Regions from separate parts of the Columba livia genome. Here region 1 is linked to region 2. The links are chromatin contacts, called in public Hi-C maps. All regions are on one chromosome and are shown on one strand. The core of a region is the stretch at or near the end of the contact, and the rest is flanking DNA. Distances in the headings are between cores, read along the strand shown.

Region 1 (2,700 bases), core at 56-2,555, 57 kb after region 2:
GGATAACTTAGTGTCATTACCAAATTGCCATTTAATGTTAATGCTTAACACAGGATTTTTTAAACAGCTTTGAGTTAAAGGTAAAATATATTGCAAACACGTAAATTACTTTCCACCTTTCCCTTTTCTATTAACACTAGCAGGTTTGTTTTGGGTAGGTTTTTATGTTATTCAACACTCCCTGGTATATTTTCTTAAAAAAAAAAAATCTATATATATAGATATATATATATCTATATATATCTATATAGATCTATATAGATCTATATAGATATATATAGATATATATATACACACACACACACACACACAAATAAGAAGAGAAGAGTCCAAAATATGCTAGTGTGCAGCTGGCTGAATTACTAGACTAGTTTTCTGGCTGGGAAATTTTTGAAGAATCATTTTCTCTACTACATGAAAGAGTTATTTATCGCAGAACTCCATGCAGACAGACGACAACATGAGGGTCTCATGCTAAAAAGAAAGGCAGCATCAAATCAAAGATCAGCTCTCAGACCTCATACCCCTTTTAAAACCATTTCTGCCTGAAGTGCTATAGCACTTCTCTAACAGGAGGAGTAAATTACCAGCTACTGAAATTTGGGCTGCTTGCGTTTGTTCTTTATTTTCCTCCCCGAATTTCCAAAGTCTGCAAGGTTTTAATTATGCATTATATCAAAACAACACTAGAGCATTGTGCTACGGCATCTTCTTGTTTGTGGGAGTTGTCATTTAGCTTTTGGGATTTCCATTGGATCCAACAAGCCGGGGAGGCAGCGCAGCTGAGCGACAATGGGAATATCCGGCTCTGCCTCCCGCTGGAAAAAACAGCAACAGCAGAAGGGGAAGAGAAGATTCCCTTACACTGGATGACAATGATCCTATTTTGGGGAGCGCAGGATGAGGGAAGTCAGCCCAACAGCTCCAGTTGGGGGACTTTTGCAAGATAACTTTCCAAGCTATTTTAGTGACCCGGAGAAAAAAGTTCTGCCACTCCTTGTACTTTATCGTTAAAGCTCCCCAGCGCCTGCTGTCCCTCCCTCAGCCGCAGCTGAACCACCCCACAGCGGAGACAGGACAAGCGGCGCCCGATCACCCCTTCCAGCCGCCCCGCATCTGCCCCACTGCCGCGGCGACCGCGGCCTCCCTTCGTCCCCCTCCGCACCTTTTGCTCAGAGGTCGGACCCGCACGGCCACCTTGACGTTAGCCATGGCTCGGCTCACTCCCTGCAGCCGCGCCCGCCCGCGCCCCAGCCCCGCATCACGGCCCCGGCGCCCGGGGAGGAGCGGAGCCGCCCGCCCCGCCCCGCCGCGGAAGGAGGGCCCGACCCGGCCCGGCCCAGGCACCCCCCGCTGGGGGAAGGGAAACGTCCCGGGCGGAGAGGAGGGGCTTCGGGAAAACTGCCCCCGGGGCAGCCTCCCCAGCACCCAAACCGGCTTTTTACGTCCGGGAGAGCGGGAGCTTCAGACCAAGAGGCTTAAAATGGCCAGGGGTACTCCCGCTCCCCCGGCAGCACCACCACCAAAGTCTCATTTACGGCAACATAACCCGGCTTTTACTTCAGAGTTTAGTGTCGATGGTCCTGTTATAGACGCGTGCTGCCATTCTCACCAGGGACTACCCCCGAGAAACCAATTTGTTTCAGAAATAGAAGACTGCCAGCCTTACCCTGCATACGTTCGATCACGTTTCTTCCCCTAGTAACGTGCAGGCAATCGGAAAACCAGCACTATTTAAAGTGCAAAGCAGTCCACATTTAATCAGTTTGTCAGTAATTTAAGGAAGGTAAGCATCATTTCCTTACTAGTGCTAAATGAAAGCTCTCAAGTGTTTTAAATTCCTTTGAAAACCTCCAGTCTTTAAATGGGTTGAATGTATTTTGCAAGATAAAATTTTGAAACTTCCAAAGAATCATGATTGAACTCAATGTCAAACTGTTCCACAGGTAAACATTTCCCACCTAGAGAAAAAAACCACGAAAAGGTTAACAAAATTGCTTTTACAGCATTGCCTCTGTCAGCTACCACCATGGTGAAGATGTGGGAGCAGGCAGCATTACCTGTATGTATGAACAAGATGCCAGGCTCAATAGGCAATTCCCATTTGTTTTTTTTTTTTTTTTGCCAGTGCCATAGCTCATTTTTAACTGGATGCTTTCTGGTTTTCCATTTCAAAAATACAAGAAACCCTGAACTATGTCTGAATATCACATAGGTGTGCTTTACAGTTCATTTAAACATCTTCTGTTTAAGTTGACTTTTAACTGTAGTATTTATTTGTACTTCAAGTACAGTTCTCCTCATGAGACAGCTTGCCTTAGCTCCAGAAACCTTAAATTTAAATGAAAAAGATACAATACAGAAACGTTCCAGAGTAAAGTATGGGATGGATCCTTCAGACCAATGCTTTTCCCTATTTATGACCCACCACAGAAATGATAAAATTAATACCTACAAGCTGTGAATCACTGTTTATTTCAATAGATTTATCCCTTTAATCATACTACAGAATGAATTGCTATGTCAATGGCAAATGGTATTAGCTAAACTCTATCATCTCCACAGTCAACTCTCCAATAATGAACCCAGTAAAAGAAGAAAATATGCTCAACTCTTTGGAATATGGCAAAAACCACATATTTGTTTTAATTTCAAGGAATTATAATGAGCAAATTAACTAGAAGTGTTTTAATCCTATTT
Region 2 (2,754 bases), core at 81-2,580:
TTAAAGGTTCCCGCCAACCCAAACTATTAAGATTCTATTCTATAACTAACAAGTGAGATGAAAGCTATAGAGCCTAACGTGTCACAAGCATGTGCTGGCAGCTATGAATAATATGAAGGTACATCACATCTTATGTGTACATCATGTGCAAGATCAGCAAATCTGACATCCTGTCATGACAAAGCATTGGCAACACTGTCAGTAAAATAAATATCAATGAAAACAACACATGGTGAAAGAAGTGTTAAATAAAGATGGAGCTGGGTTGTTTTATAAAATACCTTTTAGCTATTCCTTCTTCTAGAAGTTCTACAACTTGCTTGTAGTCTGTAACTAAATGTTGAGTCAATCCTGCCAAAGATTTAAAGAGTTAAATGTACATTTTTCTCAGGAAGTTTCAGTCAGTTTTCCCAACCTTTTACCCAACATCAGGAACATAAGGATGTTCTGCTGGCTGCCAGTCTGTTCTACAAGTAGTCTCTCAACTAGAGTAACTATTTTCTTTTTAAAAAATAAAATAAAAAATTCCAGTCCATCCTCCAGATGCAGTGACATCAGTATAAAAAATGCCTTGTACCTTCAAACTACAGACCTTTTTCCAAATTGTCTGCAGAATAATGGTATTTTTAAAACAATATAACTGAAACTCCGTAAGAGTCACTGCTATGTCACTGCCACAAATTGGGTACAGAACCTGTAAAGAAGCTTTTTGCCATTGCCTCTGGATAGTTGCTCTGCTCATGCAACAGAATTAGGAACCAACCCACTTGAATATTTACCATTTACTTGACCAGTATTCAGCTCAAATAATTATATGAAACATCCGTCTTTTTCATATCTTTTGCTTTCAGGTTTTTGTTTGGTTGCTTGTTTTTTTTTGGTGTGGTGTTTTGTTTGTTTCTTTTTTGTTTTGTTTTGTTTTTAGGGGGTTGTTTTGGTTTGTTTTTAAATCTGATTTTATTGTTAAGGGAGAAAAAGCCCACTGAAAACAAAATGACAGAAACACTGCATTGCAGAGCCTGCTGAGTCGGAGTGGTGGTTGTGACGAACAGTTCCCTCCCGGCGGAGGGCAGTGTGCTGCTGCGCTGAGCCGCCTCTGCCAGCCCCTGCAAAATGCAGATGCCAGCAGACACAAAATTAACCTCAACAGGCTCGTATTTTACAGAAACCCAGTTTAATATGCCTCATTTGCATTTCATGGTGATGATTAGTCATCAGTTGTACTGCAGTGACTCCTAAAAAATCACCTGAGCTGTGAAGCAAGTCTTTGTCATACAATACCCAGTAAAACACTCCTTTGTGAAATGTTGTATCTCAGAGCCAGAATCCAGGGCTATTTCCTTTCCCCACATTGATTCAGGTTTGGGTAGTTTTATTGCAGGCCACAAAAGGGTGGATGGAGGCATAGTACTGAAAAAAGTGATTTATTTGCATCAAATAATTTATCTACTGCTAGAATGTACATCAAGATGAACATAAAATTCCACAAGACTGAAATAAGTAGTTCTGACATTGTTTGAGAGAGTCTATCCTCACACGATAACAGCTTGCTTAACTTCAAATGAAAGCAAAATCTAAGCCAAAGATGGGAATTTATTTTAATTTTAACAACTGACATACATAAAGAAAAAAAAAATTGGATCACACACAGTTTGAAAAAAGCCTTAACTGTGCTGTGCATGCATGCACACTCACGCACACACAAAGTATAAGACGATTTTCAAACAAAAGCATTTCTTCTGCTCTCTCGTGTCCCTTTACAATACATTAATTCCAGAAGTCATCATATTTTCCATTCAAGGAAGAGGCCCATTATGTTTCCAACAGCGCTGGGATCTTCAAAGCTCAGAATATGGAAACTATCACATATTGTTTTCCCAGACTCTTTTTCAGAATCTTATTTAACTGAATAAGAATCCAGTTATAAAATGGAAGCATGGATTAAATTCTACCTAGCTACATTTCTATAAATACTGCAATAGTGAATCTAGCACAGAGGTAAAAAATGTTTAGTTTTTCTTTAAGGTAAATGAAATATTGTTAATGTTGTTTGAAAAGAAATGACGAAGTGTTGTGATGGCTACTAAAAAAAAAAAAAAGTCATTTTCAAGAAATGGAAATATCAAAACCACTTGCTCATCTAGAAATCTGCCTTGGAGTAAGAAAGGATCTCTCCCAGAAATCTGTCTCAGAGTAACAAAATAGATTGCATCATTTCCTGATTTAAGAGAGGCCGATTCCTTAACAGTGCAACCATCTGTGAGGGAGAAGCTTGAAACGATTCCAACTCAAAGCACTGAATCCATTTCAGCATTTTAAAGGCTACAATCTTACAGCCTTTACATGGAAAAATGATGGGCTGGAAACTATTCCTAATACTTAGTGTTCAGAATTGGGACGTCCTGACCGGACTCGTAAATGGAAAATCCATTGCGCAGAGCATCTGAGCATCCTCAAAGGGGTTAAGTTTTCTGATTTTCCACTCTATGCAGTCTTCATCCTGTGCTCGCTGTACTCTGCATATCATTGACACCAACCACACAATTCACAAACTAACAGTACACTTGGAACCTCCTGATCAAGTCAGCAAACCTTAAAATTGCCAATGGCTTACAAGAATTATGATGCAAATACAGATGATAGTCCTTGACTCACTGCATCTACGGGAAATAATGGAAAATTTCTGAGCTTTGCTGATGTTCACCATTTTTATTTCTCCCTTACAGCAAATTGTCTGGAAGGGGAATACCAAAC

Evidence for each region. A called contact is a pair of places that touch in the nucleus more often than the background predicts.
Region 1: a contact with region 2 is called in a Hi-C map of liver, with 4 times the contacts expected there. The contact joins the promoter of STARD9 here to the enhancer-like site in region 2. A contact is called at or near these places in 2 of 2 Hi-C or Micro-C datasets (crop and liver).

Annotation. Positions count from the first base shown.
Region 1 is chr5:40,026,572-40,029,271 of bColLiv1.pat.W.v2, forward strand. It overlaps STARD9 (StAR related lipid transfer domain containing 9), which reads right to left and starts at 1,306. Exons shown (of 34, transcript XM_065065867.1): 1 at 1,166-1,306. The coding sequence starts at 1,212.
Region 2 is chr5:39,969,636-39,972,389 of bColLiv1.pat.W.v2, forward strand. STARD9 (StAR related lipid transfer domain containing 9) reads right to left here. Exons shown (of 34, transcript XM_065065867.1): 8 at 282-351. Among named protein-coding and RNA genes, the nearest start is that of STARD9, 57 kb to the right of the region's middle. Within about 2 kb of position 1,331, at least 1 of the 3 cell types and tissues checked has an H3K27ac peak away from gene starts, as active enhancers do.